Regions from separate parts of the Mus musculus genome. Here all the other regions are linked to region 3. A link is a contact called in public ChIA-PET, HiChIP or PLAC-seq and promoter capture Hi-C data. All regions are on one chromosome and are shown on one strand. The core of a region is the stretch at or near the end of the contact, and the rest is flanking DNA. Distances in the headings are between cores, read along the strand shown.

Region 1 (3,678 bases), core at 382-2,881, 430 kb after region 3:
TATCTGTCCAGGAAGAGTAGCCTTAGTATAACATGTATAAGCTTGGTATGGCCTCAGTATAACAAATCTCAGCTGGGACTTTTTATTTATTTATTGTTGTTTTGCTTTGTTTCCCCTTCATTTCTTCATGTTTTGCTTCTATGTCTAGTTCATATTTCTTCTGTGCCTGGCTACTTTTTTTTTTTAAATGGTTTAAAATTAAAATACATTTTACATGTATGAGTGTTTTTGCCTGCAATGTATCTATGTGCACCATGTGCCTGACGCTGTGCCTGGTACCATAGAGGTCACAAGAGGGCATTGGATCCACTCAATGAGAAGGTTTCGAGCTACCATGTGGTGCCCCTGGAGTGGAACCGAGGTCCTCTGTAAGAGCGACAAGTGCTCTGACCACTCAGTCCCTGGATACTTTGGGGGGAGGAGGGCAGTGTTTGCTGGCGATGCTGGCAGAGCCTAGCCAAGGGCTCCACCACGGCGCTACACCTGCTCTCACTCTCTCGAATGAGACTTCAGTCTTTCTGTGGGGCTCTGGTTACCACTCAACACTCTGACCTCAGTCTTCCAAATAGCTAGAAATACAGTTATATGCCACTATGGCCAGCTTCACTTATTAACCCCATCACCCCTTTTTATTTTTATTTTTAATTTTTTTTTTTGAGATAGGATTTCTTTGTTACTCAAAGCTAACTTCAAACCGCCCATCTTTCTGCCTGAGCCTCCCTGGTGCAGGGATTACAGGCTGGTGTCTGCCTGGCTTCATTTCTTTACAACGTTCTCTTTTGGAGCCTTGGCTGTCATTTGCCAGCGCTCCTAATCAGATAGGAATGAGAGGGCAGAGAAAGCACAAGGCAAGCAACTTACGTTGGCTCCCAGTATGATCCGAAGGTAAAACTTGAGAGTTTCTTTGTTCTCTTCAAATATCTGTTTCTTCCCTCTGGTACCCACTTTTCCTTTGGGCTGCGGAGGGTTGGTGAGATGCTGTCAGAGCTGTTTTGCCTCAGTCCTCCTCACTCCCTGTACCAGCCTGGTTACCTGCAGCTTTATCTACCCCGCAGCCAAGTCCTTAGCGTGCTTTGTCAACCCTAGCAATCCCTGAGATACCGACCACTCCTCTAGTCCATCTTCCTAATATAGTTAGGACACCGACTTTACTGTACCCCCAGTTATGATCGCCTAATGCTCACCCCAAAACAATTCAAATTACGTTAGTATCTTCTTTGGCTTTCCTCGTAAGGTTCAGCTTTGGGTTGAGATCCTCTCCGGGAAAACTCCAGCGGAACTTAATGGCGTCCCTCTGGGGTAGTGGTTTAGATCTGGAACTGGCAACTACCCTCGCCCGCGCCCGCCCTAGCCTCCAACACTAGTCCTGGTGTAGTCCTGCACGGCCACTCTCCCCGCATCCCGTTCGGTCTAGCACAGTCCATTGGGTGGCGCCCCTCTCTGGCCCAGTGCCTTATGCCTTCGAGCCCTTCTGTTTTTACTTTCCCAACATCGGGAAAGCTTTGCCGGTGCAGACCACGCCTTGTCCCTTACCGCCATGGTGCGCAGCAGACACCCAGCCACTGAAACAAGGGCGAGTAACTGGAACTGCAGTCAGTAGACACCACATCGGCAGCACATGCACTTCCGGTAAAGAGCGCAATCGTTCGCTCCTGGGCGGAAGTGGATTTCATTTCCTTCCGAAGCCCCGCCCCCTGAGTCGGTGGGACTACACTTCCCAGAAAACCTTGCGTGGGGGCGGAGACGGCAGAACTGCGATGGCGGACTCGCTGCCTCTGGAGGTGAGAGGAAGCGAGCGGTCCTTCAGGCCTTGGTCGGGGACAGGCCCCGCCTTCGGGGTCCCGAGCTTTGGGGAAAGGCTATCTGACAGCTCGCCCGGCACCTCCCGCCAGGCGGAAACGAGCCGCCCGGCGGATCCCACGACCTGAAAACTCTGGGTAACGGTCCTCTTTGGGGCCACTTCGACCCCTTCGGTTGGGATACCATTCCCTCTTTACCCATTGGCCCCAGAAGATGGCTGCTCTGTCACCTCAATGAGGACGGACTCACTGCCCATCCCTTTCCCTTGAGATGGCCGTTCCCTCCCCCTCAGTTCTAGAAGATGTCCGCTCCACCGTCCCTGAAGGGTAATCAATTTTATCCCCATTGGCCCCTTGGAATGGTCGTTCCATTTCCTCCACCCCTCCCCCACCGTCCTCGCAGTTGGAAATAGACTGCTCCCGCCCCCTAGTTCTGGGGACCATACCCAATGTCCTTAATGTAAGACAAGCCTGCTCCTCATTCTAGACCCCTAGTGATGGCTGCCCCTGTATTATTCAACCCCATGGGGTGTTTGTTCCTTTAGCCAGGGGCAAGGAGATACAGATGCAGGCTTTGTGTCTTGCACCTTTTTTGAAATGGCTTCTCTATCCATTTTGCCCTGAGGGTTGGCAACCCCCTCTCGTTGCCCTAGGAAGTCAGGCCTTTTCCCTTGAGTCGTGACATCCTATTCCCTTTTGGCCCCAGAAGGTATCTATTCATCCCTGTAAACCCCATGGGTTACCAGTAGTAGTAATCTTTTGGGGTGCTCTCATGGGATGACCACTCCACCCCTATCTCTACTCCTCTAGTGCTAGAAAGGCATTTCTCAGGATAATGAATTATGTATGATCCTTTCCATTAAGACATGTTGTCCTTTAGCATGGCTCCCAGGGTTGATCATTCAGAAGATAGGTCAGCCACTCTCTTAGTCCAGTCTTCCCTCTTAGCCCCCTAGGGATGGGGGCTTAGTCATCCCAGTCCCATCCATACTCTTCCTCATGTCTCTCCTCTCTGGTCCTAGTCATTTTCCTCTGAATAGTAATCTCCTTTATCCCCCACCCCTTCCCTGAGCAAACCTTTGGTGAAAGTAGAGGCAAAGGACTATCTTTAGTCCAGTAAATACTGGGTGAGTACTGCGTATGTACTTAGCATCTGAGAAGAAAGGAGAAAACACAGCGGGGCTAGTGAAGTCACTGTAGAAGGACTTTGCAGAAAGAGCCCCACATACGGGAAAAGAGATGCTGTGTTGGTAGTGAGGATGGGCTGGGGGTGTTCTGGGAGCAGCAGGCCCAACCAGGCATGGAGGTCTGGACTGTGAGATTAGTGGTGAACCCAGGTTTTTCACGAGGGGCACTGAAACTGGACTATATATGGATTAGCAAGGCTGAACATAGAAGGAAACTGTAAAAGGAATCTAGCTCCATTGGATAAAATTTGGAGCTATTAATATGGTGATGTTGCAAAGGTAGAAATGCTGCTAACAGCCATCCAGTCCCTGAAGAACTGATCTAGGTGGTTTTAAAATGCCTTCACATCTTCATATACTTCAGACACGGAAGCTGAGAGAAGTCACATGCCTCTAATGGTTACTCTCTTGGGTAACTTTCTCCAGTAGAGCTGGGATCGGGGAAGTCTGGGTTAGCCTTGTCTAAACCGTCAGCTTTGTGAGTAGAGAATAGAAGAACATGAGCCCAAATGTCACTAGGGACCTCAGATTGAGAGTGCAGTTGGCATTAAAGTCCAAGTGTCACTAGGGACCTCAGATTGGGAGAGCAGTCGGCATTAAAGGGTAAAATTGGACTGAGGGCAAAAACCACTTAATGACATTAAGGTTGATAACTATTTGAGTAGAGGACCCCAAAGACAATTGTACTAGAC
Region 2 (3,975 bases), core at 924-3,423, 260 kb after region 3:
GGCTTCAACCTCACAGAGATCTCCCTGCCTCTGCCTTCCAGTGCTAGGAGTAATATGAGTGCTGCCAGGCTAAGGGGAGAGAGAGAGAGAGAGAGGTTCTGTCCCCTAGAAGTTCCAGAAGGGGCCCCCAGAGTTCTAACTAGAAAATCTCTGTAGCCTGGGGCAGTAGCAGAGAGGAATCCTGACAGGAGAGTGTGGTGTGTGTGTGTGTGTGTGTGTGTGTGTGTGTGTGTGTGTGTGTGTGTTTCTAAGTCCTTTGGAGTAATCTGGGACGAGAGAGTCTAGTGGAGGAGACCTATATTGAATTTGAAGATGGGAGCTTCTAAAAGGAATTATGCTTGATTTAAGGGCAATAAAGAATTTAGATCTTTTGGGGCTGGAGCAATGGCTCAGTGGTCAGCAGCCTGTATTTCTTTTGTAGAGGACTTGTGTTTGGCTCCCAGCACCCAGCACAATCACCTGTAATTCCAGCTCCAACAGGCCCTGACATCTTTGGCTCCATGGAGTACAGACACAAACACATATAATAAATAGTAATAATAATAATTGTCTTTTTCCAGACAGAATCTAACTACATAGCCCTGAGTGGCTTGAAACTCACTATATAGACCAGGTTGGACTTAAACTCACAGAGATCCTCTTGCTTCTGCCTCCAGAGTGCTGGGATCAAAGGCATGAGCTGTCATTCCTGGCCCCCAAACAAGTCTTTTTATTTTAATTTTTTAAAATGTGCATTGGTGGGCTGGTGAGATGGCTCAGTGGGTAAGAGCACCCGACTGCTCTTCCGAAGGTCAGGAGTTCAAATCCCAGCAACCACATGGTGGCTCACAACCATCTGTAACAAGATCTGACTCCCTCTTCTGGAGTGTCTGAAGACAGCTACAGTGTACTTACATATAATAAATAAATAAATCTTTAAAAAAAAAATGTGCATTGGTGTTTTGCCTGCATGTGTGTCTGTGTGAGAGTGTCAGATCTTGGAGTTACAGACAGTTGTGAGCTGTCATACATGTGCTAGGGTTTGAACCTGGGTCCTTTGGAAGAGTGCTTAGTGCTCTTAACTGCTGAGCCATCTCTCTGACTCCCCCTGACCCACAAATAAATCTTTTTCTAAAGGTTTGTTTATTTATTTTATATATATGAGTGATATATATATATCACTAGGAGAGGGAATCACATCCCATTATAAATGGTTATGAACACCCCACCCCACCCCCTATGCAGTTGCTGGGAATTGAACTCAGGACCTCTGGAGGAACAGCCATTACTCTTAACCTATGATCCATCTCTTCAGCTCCCCTCAAATAAATCTTTTCTTAAAAAAAGCATGTGGTGGCACATGCTTCAATTCTAACACTCTGGAGCCTGAGGCAGGCAGATCTGTGAGTTTGAGGCCAGCCTGGTTTACATAGTGAGTTTCAGGTCAGCCAGGGCTACTACTCTGTCTCAATCCCCATCACACCCCTAAACAAAAACAATAAAACCCCCCAAAACAAAAAACAAAACATTTGAAGAAAAAAATTAGACATTTTGTGTTATCAATACTAAATTCTTATACTTCACACCTTACATTGTAGTTGCTCACATTTTCAGTTGGGTAAGGCATTTGTTTAGGTCTGTCTCCTTCAACCTGTTATTTCCTTCAAGGGCAGGAATCCCTGAGTGCTCCTCATGATGTGCCTGGCACTTAACACATACTTTGAGAGTGCAGCAGCCATATCTTTACTAGAATTCCAGCAAATTTGGGAGGCAAAGGTGGGAGAATCGCAAATTTGAGGCCAGCATGTGACCCTGTTTCTAATACACACATGCACACGTGCGCGCACATGTACACACACTCACACACAATTTAAAATAAAAGAAAATGAGCAAAAACCCTAGATTAGTTGGGGTCTTCCCAAGAGTGATTTAGAGGAGAAACTAGATACATGACACGTTTTGAGGAGAGTAGGATTCTTGGAAGACAAATTGTAGATGGGAGGTGGAAGAGAGTGTATTTTCCCTGTGAAAGGTTATGGGGGAAAATGAGAGTGGGCATGCTTTAGAGTCAGGGGGCACTTGGCAAACTCCGCCCAGAGCCACGATGCTCCTGCGAAGTGACGCAGCGCGGTTTGGCCGCTGTGGGGCGCCGTAGTTCGCGCTGTTGCCAGGGGAACGGGCCCCGCGCCGGGCAAGGCCCAGCCTGCCTTGGCCTGGCACGGCTGCACTGCCAGCGGGTCCTTGCTAAGGCGGAAGGACTCTGAGGCCCAACCTCCGTCCGGGATGGAGCCGCGCTCCGGGACGCGTCTCCTCCGTGTCCGGGGGACCGACTTTGCCCGGACGGTCTGAAGTGCGGCCGCCCTGGGGAGGGTGGACGGGCAGGGCGGGGCCGAGCCGCTGGCTGACCTTGGCAGGCCGCATCTGGCGCGGCTGCCACCACGCGCAGGTGAGGAGCGGCTGCAGCGTTTCTCACCTCCGAGCTTGGCCTGAGCCACCGGCCCGCGCTGCGCCGGTGCCTGGCGGGACTCTGGGCCTGTCTCGGCCTGCTGCTGGGTTTCGCCGACCCAGTGGAGCGCGGGACTTCCTTTTATCATTAATCAGGGCCATAGATCCGCACTGAGCGCCCACCGATCGCCAGGCAATGTGCCATGCGTCGGGCCTCCGAGCCTTCAGCCTTCGCAACCCACAGAGAATTAAGTGATGGGTTGGGGAAACAGGCGCCAGACACGTGACTAGAGTAATTTCAGGTCTCATTAAGGGTTCGGGTGGGCCCTAAAGGTGATGCTTAAACACGGAGGCTGGGAAGGAGCCGGAATTGCGACTAGGGGAAGGGTGTTTCTGAAAGAGGGAAAAGCGAACAAAAAAGTCCAGGTAGCAGAGCATTAGTATAGTATGGGACGGAAATGCTAGGGTAGTTCCTAAAGTGAGGGTTTTCAACTTTTATCCCAGAACGTGAAGGGAGTCCCTGAAGCGTTTAATGAGTTTCAAATTTTCAAAAGGGCTTTATCCTCTCTGTCTGCTGAGCAGAAATCATTTGAAGATTACCATAGTGCAGCGAGTGTAGCCGAGCCTCCTGGAACCCACAAATCTCTCCCGGTCCTCATCTGTGCATACGGAGTGTTGTTGTCATGTTCTCGTGTCACGTGTCATGAGACAAAGTAACAGGGGATCGTGGAGGTGGGGTGGATGGGGGAGGCCACATATGAGACCAAGGACTAGAGATCTGTGGGAACAGTTTGAAATCATAGGGCTACCTCAGAGTATTGAATTAAGTGAATTTCTGTGTAAGCGCTTCAAGCAGCGCCTGGCGTAGAATAAGTGCCTTCTAAGTGGCAGCAACGGCTGTTATTATGGAAACAGCATAAGGGCTCAGTGATCTTAGGGTAGCAGAGCTGGTAAGAAGTGGGTGGCTTCACTTCCTTTACCAAGGGCGAGCTAGGTTAGATGAGGGTGGTCACTCCTTTTGTGGAGCTGATGTTTTGGTTGTGGGAGACCAGCTGTATACAGATAATCACCAGGAGATGTAATAAAAGCAGCTGTGGTGTTTAATTAGCCTAGATTTTTCTCCCCCTATTGTTTTTCTTACTTTGTTCTGTCACCCTTTGTTCTTAATGACTTTTCTTGGTGGGTGTTCCCCGAGGCTGGCTCCTACAATCACCAGTTGATTTCCTGGTTAGAAGTCAGCAACCCTTGCCTCCTTCCCTTGATTTGGTTTCTGGTCCCTGCTGCCCTCTGTTACTCTTCCTGGACTTGTATCCCAGTGTTTGTGGTGGCTGCTGCGGAGGAGAACAATATGGAAATGTTTGCGCAGCATGTCAACTCAGGAACCATTTCAAGTTTCTCTTGCCATAGCAACTGACTTCAGCATATTGTTTATGAGAGAGAGAGAGTAAAGGCCCAGCCGCATTATCTGAGACCAAAGACCAGAGAGGCCTTTGAGAACAGCTTTAAGCTCTAGCTTATTTTCTGGAAGTGATGTGATATGTATCCCTCAGT
Region 3 (3,642 bases), core at 643-3,142:
CCAGCCTGGGCTACAAAGTGAGTGCCAAGACAGCCAAGGCTACACAGAGAAACTCTGTCTCAAAAAAAAAAAAAATAAAATAAAATAAAATAAAAAATGTTACAAAAAGAAAAAGGAAGCAGGTGGTGGCTAAGTTACTGGAGGTAGGTTTACTGAAGGTGATATGTTCTTAGAAAAGGTTTGCTTTTATTTTTGTTTTGTTTGGTTTTGTTTTTTTTTGTTTTTGATAGGGTTTCTCTGTGTAGCCCTGGCTGTCCTGGAACTCACTCTGTAGACAAGGCTGGCCTCGAACTCAGAAATTCACCTGCCGCTGCCTCCCAAGTGCTGGGATTAAAGGTGTGCGCCACCACCCACCACCGCCCAGCCAGCTACAATTCTTAAGGAAGAGTTAATGAGGAAGAAATGGGAAATCAGATAAGTAACTTTTGGTAGACACAACTGGAGTTGTATGCAAATGACGTCTACTGGGTAGAGGCCAAGGATACTGTTAAGCATCCTATAGCAAAAGGCTCTAGCCAACAAAAAACTATCATGCTTCAAATGACAGTAGTATCCCTACTGAAAAACCTTGATCTAAGAATTACCATGGTCAAGAAATAAAAAAAAGTACATCCAATTTTTAAAAAAGATATTTTTATTTATACAAGTACATTGTTGTTGTCTTCAGACACACCAGAAGAGTGTATCAGATCCCATTACAGATGGCTGTGAGCCACCATGTGGTTGCTGGGAACTGAACCCTGGTCTTCTGCAAGAGCAGTCAGTGTTCTTAACCACTGAGCCACCTCTCCAGCCCAGCACATCCACTTTTTATTTTTAACTCTGATCCTTTGTCTCCAATGGACAGGAGACAAAGGCCCATTTGAAGAAGAGGATTCAAAGTTAAGATTTTGTTTCACTCTGGAAGTTGCCAGGGGTAGAGACAAAGTGGTAATGGTGGCAAGTCCTACAACTGATAAAGGGTCACAGAACCCCCTCAGGTCAGCAGGCATAGTCTATCTCTCCAGCTTGCTGTGGGATGAGGACTGGGAGCCTCCCTTTTTGCAACTAAGAAGTAACCAAGAGAGTCTTCCCACACACATACATAAACAAAAAACCAACCCAGTCACATTCTACAGAGCCAATTTCACACTGAAGTCAACCGGCTTCACTGTAAAACTAAGGCTGACCTCATTACAAGATGTATTTCCCTGGGAGAACACAGGCTCCATAAGGAGGTCAGGGGAACTTCAGATTACAGCCTAAAAGAGAAACGACGTTTAAAGAACAACTAAAGAACACCCAGAGAAAGAGACCAGACACCTGAGCAAACACGAAAGCCAATCTTTCCTGTCAAGAAATCTGACCAGGCCCGGCATGGTGGCGCACACCTTTAATCCCAGCACTTGGGAGGCAGAGGAAGAGGCAGAGGCAGGCGGATTTCTGAGTTCGAGGCTAGCCTGGTCTACAAGTGAGTTCCAGGACAGCCAGGGCTATACAGAGAAACACTGTCTCGAAAAAAAAACAAAAAACAAACAAACAAACTAAAAAAAAAAAAAAAAAAAAACGAACAAAAAAGAAATCCGACCAGTTGGAGATACCTGTGCTTCTACATAGGTCGTTGTCGAGACCTTCATTCCAGGAAACACTCTAAAGCATCTATCTACATTCTTGAGGCCGGTTGGCAAATCTGAGAGCGCCCGAAGCTGGAAGCACAGCTACCATCAACACATCTACCACCGAAAACTTGACAGCAATAGGCTCCCTGAAGGTTTCCCAAGCACCACCCCCAAGGCGCGAGCATGCGCAGCTCTTCATCCCGGCCCCGCCTCCCGCGGGTCCACCTCCCATCACTGAGCATGCGCTGTCCTCCTGCCGCCCCGCCCCTCCGTACCAGAGACCCCTGTTCCTTAGAAACCAGGCGGCGTGTTCCCGGTATCGGTGCTTTGGATTCCGGCGCGCGCGCATCCGCACTAGCCTCCCTCAGGGCAGGCGGACGGCCTCGGAAACCCCTCCGGATCCATGGTCTCTCGTGCAGCTCTGGGCGGGCAATGCCAGCATGCCAGGTGAGAGGCAGCCGGCGGCGGGCGAGGGTGAAAGAGGGCATGGCGCGGCCGGGAGCGGGCGCTGGCCCGGCCTCTGCCGCCGCCCGGCTCCGGAGGTTGGAAGCGAGTATACGCGGGGGCCCTGGCTGGAGGAGGGCTGTGCTAAATGCCAGTGTGTGCACGGCATTGAGTACGAGGTCGCTCCGAGGTTCGTTTTCTCCACCTCGGAGATGGGACCTGCTACATTCGGACGCAGAATTTTGGATCCTGTAAGGATCTTGCTTGAACCTAACCCATCCCCATAAAGATGTGAAACCCTAGGCTACCCCGCCCATTGCGGAGCAGATCACCCCATTACCTGAGTGAGGATGGGCGCTTTGTGGATGAGGATTTGTGAGGTGTGGACACTTCAGACAAAGGACTCGTCGCCTTACTAGCTATTGAAAAATGAGATTGCACTTGAGGCAGAAAGTATGTAAGAAACTGGTGTTCAGGTAAAAGCTTGAAAAAGGAACATCCTAGAAGCATTTGATTTACCCTGCCAGCCCTGCCTGAGTGCCTGGTTGGCCATGGCCTGCTTTTGTAGCTCAGGAAACAAACAAACAAACAAACGGATGGACTTGTGGAAACAAAAGATGAGATGAGGTGTTTCTGTCAGGGCTTTATTACAGCCCTGGTGAGGAAAGACATGCCTGGAGAGATGGGCATTGGTGAATGGCCATGAGGACAGTTTGCCTTCCGGACTGCCTCAGAATCTAAAGAACAGGACGGAAATGTAAAGGTATAAAATTGCGTTGGATAGACAGCAAGGAAGTTATCTTACACTTATGTTCCTTGCTCCCAGTGTCCTGCTAAGTAAAGAGTACATGAGAAAGAAATGAAAACCGGCCGCAGCACTAACTTTATGATTTGTGGCCACAAAGACTTTTTTATTTTTTCCCCCCTCGAGACAGGGTTTCTCTGTGTAGCCCGGGCTGTCCTGGAACTCACTCTGTAGACCAGGCTGGCCTCGAACTCAGAAATCCACCTGCCTCTGCCTCCTGAGTGCTGAGATTAAAGGCGTGTGCCACCACTGCCCGCGCACAAAGACTTCTTAATGGAAGACCATTCAGTTGAAAGAAACAGCCCGTATGATATGAAGTGGTAAAGAGAAGATGATTGTCTTTGAGTAGGGGAAGCTAGATTTGTTTGTGATAGGAAACTCACTTCCTCCTGAAAAACTACACCAGAGAACACAAAAGCTGCAGGACACCCATTTTACAGAAATCGAGAAAATTAACTCTTTAGGACTAGAATTGAAAACATGTTTTGGAGCCCAGAAGTGGAGATTTTTGTAGGCAGTTCTTTTGGTAGAATCTATATTTTATAGATAAAAATTCTGTTGTAAGGAATGTACTCTTATTATGTGTTGTCTCACTTTTCCTATAAAATTATTGGTCTGGGTCTAATCCTTTAATTATTCAATTTATTTATTGAGATTTGGCTTCAAACTCGCTGTGTAGCTAAAGATGACCTTGAACTTCTGGCCCTCCTGCCTCTGCCTGCCACGGGCTGAGAGTGTACTACCATGTCTGGTTTTATAAAGCATTGGGAATTGAACCCAGGGCGTTGTGTGTGC
Region 4 (3,853 bases), core at 650-3,149, 280 kb before region 3:
ATGCACACCGGAGAGGAACAGCACTTGCTATTACCTGTCTTATGATTTACATGTAATTTCCACGAGACAAGGAGTCAACCTCTGTTCTGGGGGGCTAAAATTTCAACACTAGCAAGTCCTTGCCTGGTGTGTGTGTGTGTGTGTGTGTGTGTGTGTGAGTGTGAGTGAGTGAGTGAATGAGCCTGCATGCAGTTCTGTGTGGAACACAGTGATTCTTTGCCAGGAAAAACATCAGAATTACCTGGAAAGCTTAAATAACAGACTCTTAGAGCCATCACATTAGTTCCTGAATGGTTCTCTAGGGACAGAGCTTAGAAACCTGTATTTTCAAAATCATTGCCTAATACACTCAACATAATCCTGGGGCCTAGTCCTGTTTATGAACACATGACTAACAGCTCTCTTTTTTTTCCTTTTCTCTTCTTTTCTTTTCTTTCTTTCTTTCTTTCTTTCTTTCTTTCTTTCTTTCTTTCTTTCTTTTTTTTTAAAGATAGGGTTTCTCCGTGTAGCCCTGACTGTCCTAGAACTCACTCTGTAGACCAGTCTAGCCTTGAATTCTAAGATTCATCTCTCTCTGGGGTCAAAGGCATGTGCCACCACTGCCCAGCAACTGGCAGCTTCCTTTCTGAGTAAAAGGAATAGTCCCTGGGTGGCAGCCCAAGAACCAGAATGGGAAAGGAAGGTCTTTAGGAGCCTAGGCTCTGTCCTCATGAATCCTCCTATTTTGAAAAGTCATATATACAAATATATAAACTGGAAGCCGGGCGTGGTGGCGCATGCCTTTAATCCCAGCACTCAGGAGGCAGAGGCAGGAGGATTTCTGAGTTCGAGGCCAACCTGGTCTACAAAGTGAGTTCCAAGACAGCCAGGGCTGTACAGAGAAACCCTGTCTCGAAAAACCAAAAAACAAACAAACAAACAAACAAATATATAAACTGGAAAAGGAAAATATGACACTTTTAACATGTTTTTAAATGCTTCTTATATAACAATTAGGAAAGGTTGCAAAGAAAGATCAAGACGTTAACACGGGAAAATAGTCAAGGAGGCAGCATGACATGGCAACGTGAGAATCAGAGACCAAGAGAGAGACAACCCGGCCTGAATGTCTATGGCATTGCTATCTTCTTCCTACATCAAAAATCTCAGGTCAGGCACGAGTGTGAGGAAGGTGATCTCAAACACTGGACTCCTACCCTGCAAAAGGTGCCTCCTAGGCAACAGCTACCAGGCAGGCAGGAGGACTTGCATTTACCTGAATTCTAGACAGATGAGGGCAGCGGAGAGCCGGTTACAGTAAAACAGGCCTTATCTGAGAGCTAAGGATATGAAACTGTTGAAAGGCCAACAGTTCACCACCAAGACCCTCCCTGCTGGCCAGGCGGGCAGGAACACTCTCCAGGTGCTGCCTCACACAGCAGACTAGACCTGATTGCCCAGAGTCATCCTGGCAAGCCTTAAATTTGTACTTTAAGGAAGGGGGACACTGCCAGGCCCATGAGGATCCATCAGAAAAACTCTCACTCCAGCTAGGCATGCTGGCACATGCCTCAGCACTTGGGAGGTAAAGGCAGGAGGAGCAGGAGTCCAAGGTCATTCTTGAATCATAAGGAGCCCAGAGTACGTGAGACCTTATCGCAAAACACATCAATCAATCAATCAATCAATCAATCAATCAATTCCACATTAGTTTAATAACTCTGGTTCACAGCAACATATCTAGAAGGTTCCCTGGCGAGTGCTAACTTTGAACCTTTGAAATGCAATGACGAAAATACCAAGTGGTTTGATACAGTTCTCAGCCTTAGAGGGCTCCCTTTTGATTCATTCTAAGTAGCTCTAGGTACTTTCTAGGCATTCCTGTTCACATTCACATTCACAACCAGGAAGGAGATTAGGGAAGTGAAAGACCCGGTCACTTGCTAGGACCACATGAGGGAAGAACAGGCAACCTGAGGCTGTCTTAGCAGTGTGGACACGCCACCACCCAGAGCTAAATCATGTCACATGTCCCTGCCAGAGGAGGGGAAGGACTAGGACTAGGGATGAAATTCACATCTAGTGAGGAACAGAATATCCAACCATGAGCAGGCTTGTCTCACCAGATCTACTGGCTAGCCTAAAATACATAAGATTCTCTCTCTCTCTCTCTCTCTCTTTCTCTCTCTCTCTCTCTCTCAAAAAAAAAAAAAAGGAAAGAAGGAAGGAAGGAAGGAAGGAAGGAAGGAAGGAAGGAAGGAAATTTGCCATTATTAGCTCTGTCCCACCCTTAACTTCTTGGTTCTAGAGATGGGTTTCACTGTGTACCCCAGACTGTCTTGGACTCTGTTACACAGTGCAGGATGCCTCAAACTCAAAACCCTCCTGCTTCAGCCTCTTCAGTACTGATTAACATTATAAGTATCTGCTACCTTTTTTTTTTCTTCAGTTTATTTCAAGACAGGGTTTCTCTGTGTAGCGCTGGCTGTCCTGGAACTCGCTCTGTAGACCAGGCCGGCCTCGAACTCAGGGATCCACCTGCTTCTGCCCTACTCCCTACATTTGGGATTAAAGTCCTGTGAAACACTTTTAAGTGTAAGTAATCCAGTTACCTTCACAGTATAGTTAAGCCACTATCACTATGTATTTCCATAGTTTTTTCCTGACCCCACGTGAGCAACCTTATCTTGAGAAAACTTTCAGAGTACCCACAAAGCTCTCAGCCAGTTCCCAGCTTGCCAGTACAGTGTGGACGTGAAATGAACCCTGCCCGACATGCCTAAGTCACATCTAACTTGGTGGAAGCCTGAAGCCTCTCTTTCATGAAGTAAAGAGCACTCACTAGGCCAAGCTGGCACACGTGACCGTAGCAGAATGAAGCAAGCTTCTGAGACGGCGTGCATTCCTGCTGCCTCTTACCAAATGTGTTCTTTACGTGGGGCAGGGGCAACATCACTGGCCTACTTAGTCAGGTGATGGAAGAGAGGGAAACCGCCTGTGTGTACACGTGAACTGGAGCCTCTTGTGAGACATCACTTAGTACTTTAAGGAAGGGGGACACTGCCAGGCCCATGAGGATCCATCAGAAAAACTCTCACTCCAGCTAGGCATGGAGTGTGGAAACCATTCTGAGATCCACAGTTGTCCCCTCCGTTCTACACAGGGCCTCTGACTGCAGGCTCTAAAGCCTAGGCTGTTACTGAACTGTGGCTAGGATCTCAAGAACTACCATAGCCTCCTGTAGCATCAGGTATCACAGAGAAGGAACACTAATGCTGCGGCTAGGAGTCACAAAGCCATAGCTTCTGAAGTTGGCTTTGTCTGCCACACATTTGAAAAAGGGTCTTAAGCAATTTCCTCTTTCCTCTCTGTGCTTTGTTTGGCTTTGATCTTTTGAGACAAGGTCTTAGTCCAACCTGACATTGAATCCCTAACACGCCTGCCTCCTCCTCCCAACTGCTGGGATTTCAAATGTACATGTACCACATCATCCAATTCAGTTTCAATAAACTATTCTACTTTCGTCTGTTAAAATCATTTTTAGGTTCTTGTTTTTAACCTGTCTATTTAGGCTTTTTTTTTCATTTATTTATTTGTTTGTTTGTTTGTTTGTTTGTTTATATGAGGGCTCTGTCTTCATATACACCTGCATGTCGGAAAAGGGCATCAGATCACATTACAGATGGTTGTGAACCACCATGTAATTGCTGGGAATTGAACTCAGAGCCTCTGAAAGAGCAACCAGTGCTCTTAACCACCGAGCCATCTCCCCAGCCCCTAGTTTGGTTTTTTTAGCTTAGTATTTTTTTTTCCCAATTAAAAAGGTAACAGTGGTCTGGTGGTATGAGGTATTTTAAAATAAGAAATGTCCCCT
Region 5 (3,755 bases), core at 13-2,512, 300 kb before region 3:
ACATGAATACTCTTATCCATCTTCTTTTTCTAAGTTCTCTTGCATATGTAATAGGGAAGCTGAACTTAACGAACCACACTATTCCAAACCAGGTCACAGGAGAGAGTTAAGTCCCCAGTCATCATCCTGTTTCTATTTACTGACTGGTTTGACCCGCAAGCATTATGGTGTCCAGCTTTCCCAACTTATCTTTTAAAACATCTTCTGAGAAGAGCTTTTTTTTTTAAAATTATTAAAAAATGCCTTCTAGAACATTCTAGGAGAACTGTAATTTTAAAAGGCAACGTATCTTGTTTTTTTGTTTTTGTTTTTTAATCTCCAGAAACACTTTGCCCAAGCAAAACAACCCAGTTTTCAGAAAGGTCCGTTATAGTATACTTGAAACTAAGCGTGGATGGAATATAAATTTACACAAGTGGACACTAACTCGAACTCGCTCTTCTAGCAAAGTAGATTTTTTTTTAAAGTGGAATTTGAAAACACGCATCTTTCAAATAAAGAATTTTACAACTAGCCTAAAGACAGCGAAGTGCGCTTACACTTCTCGGAGACATTTCCTCTGCACCACGCTGGCACAGCTACGACAACCAGAAACCTCTTGGGGCTTTGGCCCCAACAACCTCTGCCTCCAAAGCCCGGGCGTCCGCCGGCCACTGGCCTCTCGGAGTCGAGTTCCCTACTAGTTCGCTCGCAGCCAAGACACTTCCACGTCGCCCCGAACCACACGCCTCCTTCTCCTCCTCAAATTAAATCGGGCTTTCCTCGCCACCCGCACGCACCAGGGGGACCGAGGGGAAGGCGAGCTGGCGGGAGCGCGGCGAGGGCACGCTCCACAGTCCCGGCCGGCCCGGCACCCACCTGCAGGCCGCGAGACCTGGGACACCGGCGCTGGTGCCCCGTCCTCGCCGAAGACGAGTTTGAAGTCGAGCTCGTCGTGGGCGCCACAGTTTGCAGTAGTCATCGGCGTGGCCCGGGGTGCAGCGCCTCCTCCTCAGGCGGCCGCGGCGGCTCCTCAGCGCCGCTTCATGCTGGGCCGCGCCGGCCAGGAGGTCGCGGCTCCACTGCAAACTTTCCGGGCGGGGCCCGCGAGGCCGAGCGTTCCGTTCCGACCTAGAAAGCTGGCCGAGCGCCCCGCCGCACCGGGAGCCGTCACCGCCGCCGGTCGAGGGTGCAGAAAAGCCACGGTCGCCTCAACCAAGGCTCCCCGCCCCCCACCCCCACAGTCGCCGCCACTGCCGCCACCGCCGCCGGCGCGCTCCCGCGCCCTGCAGCGCGCCCAGCCCCGCCCCTCGCCGCGCTCCCGCCCGACGGGGCAGCCCATAGGCCGCTGGCCCCGCTGACAGCCACGGGCCCCGCCTCCTCACCGACCTATCGCGTGAGTCCTCTGCGAGGAGGAAGTCACGTGAGCAAGAAGCGCCAGAGCCCTGCTCCCTCTCGGAAGTTGTAGTTAAAACTCTCTTTCTTCCGCAGTTTCTAAACCAAGACCAGGGTAGGGCCAATAGCGCTGTCTAATTAGATTGGGAACCCACGTAGGCCAATTGGAGACTATCTTTTTCCCCCTCATCGGGCGGAGCTCATGTCGAGGAAGTGGGTAGCAGAGCGCCAGGGTTATAGGTGTCCGGATATTTGGCCCCACAGAGGTACTTTTCACTTATAGCTGAGTTTAGAGTGGATACGTTCGTTAGACCACCTCAAAAGTTACCACTCATCCCCCGCATCCCTCCATACCAACTTCGATGGCGTAACTTGGAGAGGGCCAGGGATTGGTTCGAACTTTTGGGTAGGTTAGGGTGGAGCCGAAGAAAACCTTGCGAGACAAGTCTGGAGTCGATTCAGAGCCACCCTTCTGGGGTGGGGCCCCGTCTCAGTGGCTGTGCCTTTGTCCCCTCAAGCCGGCCCGGAGAGGATGCCATGCATTCTAGCTAGGCCTCACCTAAATCAGAGGGACCAGGTCTGGTCCTTGACGGAAGTTGAGCAGACACAGAGAAAAGTACCCTTCTTGGCCTCTGCATCTTAGTACATAACCGTGAGACTAAGGCATTGTGACACCCGAGCAAGGAAAGCCCACATATAGGAAGTGACGCTGTCAAAAAGAACCGGCTTTCAATCTTGGTTTCACCTCAAAGAGTCTGCCTTCCCCGGTGAGACATGAGATGGCCCAAGACACCATCCCTTGGAGTCTGGGGACTCAGTCTTGTTTACTTAGCGCATGATTAAGAGAAGGAGTTGGGAGAAGCCAGTGACCACCTCCTCCACGACAGCAAGTCTGATACTACTCACAAAAGCCCCTGGGAGAATGGAGCAAGCACAAGCTCCTTGCAAAGATCTCTGCATCTCAGTGATTCCTGGGCTACTAAGTGAGCCTCAGGGGGACCCCGGCTAAGCCTAGGGTCAGAAGAGCAAGGAATGTTCTGAGCTCGTGAGCCATTCATCTTGGACTGGTTTATTCCTGCTCAGGGCTTTACCAGTACTTATGAGGGACACAGAGATACAGAGATAGTCTCCCATCAGGGTTGAGAGAGAGAGGAATAGCAAATATATAATTACTGTGCAAAGAGATTAGAGCTGTGATAGGAGCTCTGAGGACATTGAACACCCACCCACACGCTACAGGAGTAGTAGAAACTGGAGATCCAAGCAAAAGACGAGCAAAGCTTGTTCCATGGAAGGACCAATGATCAGAAACCAAAGGTGATGCTGTATGAGTGGGCATGGTCACTGGGTGATGCTAAGCTGGAGACTATAATAGTCACTTCTCTATAGAACACTTGGCTAAGGGCATTCAGATCAGCAGGAAGAGGAGGCAGTCAGACTTAATGGCACATGGCTGGAGTGCCAGCACTCACATGGCAGAGGCCAAGATCAGGAGCTCATCATCTCCTCCTCCTCCTCCTTCTTCTTCTTCTTTTTTTTTCCTGAAACAGAGTTTCTCTGTGTAGTCCAGGCTGTCCTGGAACTCATTCTGTAGACCAGGCTGGCCTCGAACTCAGAAATCCACCTGCCTCTGCCTCCCGAGTGCTGGGATTAAAGGCGTGTGCCACCATGCTCGGGCCCCCATCATCATCTTACATAGTGAGTGTGAGGACAGCTTAGGGACAGGAGATCCTTCCTTAAAACAAAAAGTGAAGGACTTAACCTATTAAGTGGGTAAAAAAAAAAAAAAAAAAACTTCACAACAAGCTATCCTGTCTTCAGATGGGCTAACTTAGAAAGCTTGAATTGGAAACTAGGAGACCAAAGGCTACATCCCACCTGCAGCCGAGACAGACTATAGGCTTACCAACTAGTTCCCACGGTCCCGTTTTCCTATAAGGTCCCCAACATTTAGCCAGCTTACTTCCCCGTTCCCATAAAACTTAAAGCAACTTCAGCTCCAGTCTGTAGATGCATGCTTGTAATTTAGATTGAGATCGAGGACCCAGTCTCCCACCCCTCCCCAGGTATGACTTCACCTGAAACAGGTGAATTGCGCTAAAGTAGAGGCCGCAGAGCTGGCGAGATAGCAGAGCTGGAGAGCCCGAGCATTTGCTGTTCTTCCAGAGGATCTGGATCTGGTTCCCAGCACTGACATGGTGACTCACAACCATCTGTAACTCCCAGGGTGTCTGGTGCTGCCTTCTGGCTTTACAGGCACAAGGCACACATATAGTACACATATATACAAGTAGACAAAACATTCATGTGCATAAAGTCAGATAAATCTTTTAAAAAAATAAAAATATAAATCTGACCAGGGATGCAGAATGTAGACCATG
Region 6 (3,680 bases), core at 1,052-3,551, 390 kb before region 3:
TGTTCCAAGATCAGTTTTCTGCTACCTCTCCCACTAACTCAGGACCCTGCAGCACTTTTTGTGCCTAGAAAAAGCTCTCTCTGGCCGGGCGGTGATGGCTCACGCCTTTAATCCCAGGACTTGGGAGGCAGAGGCAGGAGAATTTCTGAGTTCGAGGCCAGCCTGGTCTACAGAGTGAGCTCCAGGACAGTCAGGACTATACAGAGAAACCCTGTCTCGGAAAAACAAAAACAAAACAAAACAAGAAAAAGCTCTCTCTGGCAGCAGCCCTGGTCCTTGAAAAGATGCACAAGGATACAGGAGCTCAGATTCTTTCAGAGTCTAAGGCTTCTCAGCTATGATTTAGGATAACCAAAGTCTGCATAGATTAATTGGCAGTTAGTGCCCATCTGTCCAAGCGATACTATGCTGCAAATAAGCCAGGTGTGATGGTGCACTCCTTTAATCCTAGTGCTAGGGAGGGAGAAGCAGACAGATCTCTGTGAGTTCAAGACCAGCCTGATCTACAGCAAGAAGACAAGGCTACAAAGACTCTGCCTCAAGTAGGAAACGCGTATGTGGTCAGAGAATACACACATCTCAATGTCATGGGCCTTATTCTTAGATCTTCTTACATTCACACGTGACTTCTTCACACTGGTCCTCAGGGTTAAAGTCCAGATGACCAAGTCACAAGTTCTACACCACCCATATCTCCTGCCTTCCCCCAGTTCCATGCTGACCAGCCTGGAGCAATCTTCCAAGCCACCTTACTTCCTGCATATTCCAGGAAGGCTTCCCCAGCGCTCCCACACCTCTCTCTCTCACCTCTCAGGATGACCTCTCTGAGAGGCACTATTACTACCATCCAGGAAGCTTGAGAGAGGCAGGTCCAGCTGTATACAAATCTCAAAGGGAACCTAGGCTCAGAATCCCCCATCCCCTTCGCTGACCTAGAATGACATTGCTTTTCAAGAGAGGGTTTCTCAGCTAGGCATGGTGGCATACACCCTTGATCTTAGTACTTGGGAGGGAGAGGCAGGTGGGTATCTGAGTTCAAGGCCAGCCTGGTCTACAGAGTGCGTTCCAGGACAGCCAGGGTTACACAGAAAAACCCTGTCTAAGACAAGACAAAAAGAAAAAAGGGAAGAAAGAGCACAGGAATTTATGCTCCAGCAGAAAGAAAATATATATATATATACACACACACACACATATACATACATAAACATATATATAGCGTACGTTTCAGCATGTCTCTGTTCTCAGGAGTCCTGGCCAGCGAAACACCAGTTCAAAACGACTTCCATTGGCTGAATGGGGCATCTAAGACTCCTAGAGATTTTAGCCTGGCCTATTACCACATAGAAACATTGTTATTTCTGTTCCGCTGCCAAGTCTAAGACAGAAGAGCAAGTGGGCAGGGAATGTCACCTGGCCTCAGTACAGCCTAGAGTAATTAGGTCTGGAAGCGGAGAGTGGAGGCATGCTCTCAGACTCCCGGACTCCCTCAACGCCAGTTCAAGACTGTTGTCCCAACCCCATTCCTCTCTCCTCCCTTCCCTTAGCCACCCTGTTTCCCTTAGGCCATCTCCTCGAAAGTCAATACCATCCATTCCATAAGCTGAGAGCAGAGAAATGCTTTTGGGGGCCAGCGTGGATAGAACTTGCTACCACTCATTCCCTGTGAAATAGAGAGGGTAGGAGGTAATGACCGATTCTGAGACTGCCTAGGAACCCGCTGAAGTAGGGTTGAATTGCCTCAGTCTTTCCAGCTAAGAAATGGGGGCATGGCGAGGCAAGGTTTGGAGCTGTTGCAGTTAGGTGGAGTGGAAAGCCAGACATTATCTATTCCCTTTACTCTCACGTTTCAGAGGGCTCCAGACCACACCCATGCCCGGTATGGCGGGAGGTGGGCTAACCGAACTGACCCAGGTTAGAAACCAAATGCTCTGGGTTTCGTGCTTAAAGCAGATGCACAACAGAGCAGTTGGCCCACCAGACCCTGGCTGCACTGGATCCTGCAGGATCCACCCACCACCACCCTGAACACGAGTCTCACCCAGCACCACCGGGGGGTGACGTTGGGCCGGGAGCGTCAGGTCTGCCAGCATCATTAGTAGAAACAGAGGTAACAGGAGGCCACTCCGGAGCTGGGTCTCGCGACAGGTGCAGAGATGGCGATCCATGGCGTGAGACTGTGGTCGCAGGTCCAAGGGGCTGCTTTAGAGATTAGGGATCGTGCCTAGGCCCGGGCCGCAGCTCAGCTAGTTAACCCCACCGCTCGCAGATACCAGTCAATTAAGACCCGCCTCTTGCTAAGGCTCTACCAATTGCAACTCTCCGCCACGAGCGTCCCTCCCACCGGAGCTCACCACCCGCCCATGCCCACCTCCGGGACTTTGCTGCGCGCCGAACGCATCGATCGACCAACCGATGGGAGCCGCTTATCATCCCAGCTGTCGCCCTGCTCCTACACAGCCCCATCTCACCTCACCGTGAACCCAACACAGAACAATTCTCAAAGTCCACTCAAGTAGTTCTCATTCCTAATTCCTAGCCTTCCCACAGCACAAGGACCAAAAACATGCCCTTCATTTGCTATGGGTGAATGGTCTCTAAACAAAAAAAGAGGAAGTTAGTGTTTTGGAACTCGGGTGACCAGCAGCTGTCCAGGACCTTTATACGGCCTTTACACTGGCATCCCCAGGGGCATCTAGGTTTGGCCGCCCACGTCCAGAAAACTTTTACTGTCTGCCTTGCCGGTAGAAATGCATGTTAGAACCCAAGAAGCAGGTCTGGGAGAAGAAGCTAAAACAGCCTTTCTTTCTTTTCTTTTTTCTTTCTTTTTCTCTCTTTCTTTCTTTCTTTCTTTCTTTCTTTCTTTCTTTCTTTCTTTCTTTCTTTCTTTCTTTCTTTCTTTCTTTCTTTCTTTCTTTCTTCCTTCCTTCCTTCCTTCCTTCCTTCCTTCCTTTCTTTCTTTCTTTCTTTCTTTCTTTCTTTCTTTCTTTCTTTCTGTTTTGTTTTTCGAGACAGGGTTTCTCTGTGCAGTCCTGGCTGTCCTGGAACTCACTTTGTAGACCAGGCTGGCCTTGAACTCAGAAATCCGCCTGCCTCTGCCTCCCAAGTGCTGGGATTAAAGGCTTGCGGCACTACGGCCCAGAGATCAGCCTGTTTCAAACGGTCTGTCACTCTGTAAGTGCAGCACACGAATAGAGTTGGGAGTGGTTTGGATCTGAAAGTCTGAACCATTTCTCTGTAGGATTCCCCTGCAAAGAACAGGGCTCGAGAGCTCATGTTGGCACTTTAGCCCCTGTCCGCGCAAGCCTGAGGACTCAGGAAGGGCATAAGACTGACTGGAGCGAGGAGCTGGGGCCCAGACGGTAGTAGGCAAAAGGCTCAACACCCAGTAATATGCCAACACTCTGGGGGTGAACTGACCAGTGCTTCTGAGAAATAACCCTCTACATACTTCCTTCTGAAGGCCAACTGTGCTTCTGGGACACTGCTTGGTCCCAAGACTTCTGCTCCACCCCCCACCTCTTCCTTCCCTCTTCTTGGTAAACAGCTGACCCCACGTTAATGCCAACAATTCTAGTTTTTATAGCAAAATAGGAAGTTATTTATTTATTAAATTGTATTTTGGTTTTTTGAGACAGGAGGATTTCTCTCGGCCGTTCTGGGTATCCTGGTACTCACCA

Evidence for each region. Promoter capture Hi-C pulls out the DNA fragments that hold promoters and counts their contacts. ChIA-PET counts read pairs in DNA pulled down with a chosen protein or histone mark. HiChIP or PLAC-seq counts read pairs in DNA pulled down with a chosen protein or histone mark.
Region 1: a contact with region 3 is called in a promoter capture Hi-C map of pre-B cells, with 2.6 times the contacts expected there. The contact joins the promoter of Tmem208 here to the promoter of Gfod2 in region 3. A contact is called at or near these places in 2 of 39 promoter capture datasets (liver and pre-B cells), 1 of 115 datasets of contacts at active chromatin or transcription factors (pancreatic cancer cells) and 1 of 9 other capture datasets (liver).
Region 2: a contact with region 3 is called in an RNA polymerase II ChIA-PET map of effector CD8 T cells, with 9 read pairs. The contact joins the promoter of Zdhhc1 here to the promoter of Gfod2 in region 3. A contact is called at or near these places in 2 of 115 datasets of contacts at active chromatin or transcription factors (effector CD8 T cells and pancreatic cancer cells) and 1 of 9 other capture datasets (adipose tissue).
Region 4: a contact with region 3 is called in an H3K4me3 HiChIP or PLAC-seq map of bone marrow-derived macrophages, with 4 times the contacts expected there. The contact joins the enhancer-like site here to the promoter of Gfod2 in region 3. A contact is called at or near these places in 5 of 39 promoter capture datasets (cranial neural crest, embryonic stem cells and hematopoietic stem and progenitor cells), 1 of 484 Hi-C or Micro-C datasets (bone marrow-derived macrophages), 4 of 115 datasets of contacts at active chromatin or transcription factors (the SCID.adh cell line, bone marrow-derived macrophages, embryonic stem cells and 1 more) and 4 of 9 other capture datasets (adipose tissue, liver, macrophages and 1 more).
Region 5: a contact with region 3 is called in an H3K4me3 HiChIP or PLAC-seq map of bone marrow-derived macrophages, with 5 times the contacts expected there. The contact joins the promoter of Nfatc3 here to the promoter of Gfod2 in region 3. A contact is called at or near these places in 11 of 39 promoter capture datasets (the 3T3-L1 cell line, the C10 cell line, the HPC-7 cell line and 5 more), 2 of 484 Hi-C or Micro-C datasets (bone marrow-derived macrophages and muscle stem cells), 9 of 115 datasets of contacts at active chromatin or transcription factors (astrocytes, bone marrow-derived macrophages, double positive thymocytes and 3 more) and 2 of 9 other capture datasets (adipose tissue and liver).
Region 6: a contact with region 3 is called in a promoter capture Hi-C map of pre-B cells, with 4 times the contacts expected there. The contact joins the promoter of Pla2g15 here to the promoter of Gfod2 in region 3. A contact is called at or near these places in 5 of 39 promoter capture datasets (the C10 cell line, embryonic stem cells, hippocampal neurons and 2 more), 1 of 484 Hi-C or Micro-C datasets (uterus), 2 of 115 datasets of contacts at active chromatin or transcription factors (bone marrow-derived macrophages and effector CD8 T cells) and 1 of 9 other capture datasets (macrophages).

Annotation. Positions count from the first base shown.
Region 1 is chr8:105,324,330-105,328,007 of GRCm38.p6, reverse strand. Tmem208 (transmembrane protein 208) reads right to left here and starts at 1,631. Exons shown (of 6, transcript NM_025486.3): 1 at 1,534-1,631; 2 at 862-957. The coding sequence starts at 1,539. It overlaps Lrrc29 (leucine rich repeat containing 29), which reads left to right and starts at 1,740. Exons shown (of 7, transcript NM_001368408.1): 1 at 1,740-1,781. The coding sequence starts at 1,758.
Region 2 is chr8:105,495,260-105,499,234 of GRCm38.p6, reverse strand. It overlaps Zdhhc1 (zinc finger, DHHC domain containing 1), which reads left to right and starts at 2,173. Exons shown (of 14, transcript NM_175160.5): 1 at 2,173-2,425.
Region 3 is chr8:105,756,857-105,760,498 of GRCm38.p6, reverse strand. It overlaps Gfod2 (glucose-fructose oxidoreductase domain containing 2), which reads left to right and starts at 1,892. Exons shown (of 3, transcript NM_027469.5): 1 at 1,892-2,045.
Region 4 is chr8:106,037,872-106,041,724 of GRCm38.p6, reverse strand. The region is part of intron 7 of Dus2 (dihydrouridine synthase 2); the gene reads right to left. Among named protein-coding and RNA genes, the nearest start is that of Nfatc3, 20 kb to the left of the region's middle. Within about 2 kb of position 1,899, at least 18 of the 459 cell types and tissues checked have an H3K27ac peak or open chromatin away from gene starts, as enhancers often do. A contact at or near this core is called in bone marrow-derived macrophages, where this site is marked.
Region 5 is chr8:106,057,097-106,060,851 of GRCm38.p6, reverse strand. Nfatc3 (nuclear factor of activated T cells, cytoplasmic, calcineurin dependent 3) reads right to left here and starts at 1,262. Exons shown (of 10, transcript NM_010901.3): 1 at 859-1,262. The coding sequence starts at 961.
Region 6 is chr8:106,148,975-106,152,654 of GRCm38.p6, reverse strand. It overlaps Pla2g15 (phospholipase A2, group XV), which reads right to left and starts at 2,301. Exons shown (of 6, transcript NM_133792.3): 1 at 2,042-2,301. The coding sequence starts at 2,168.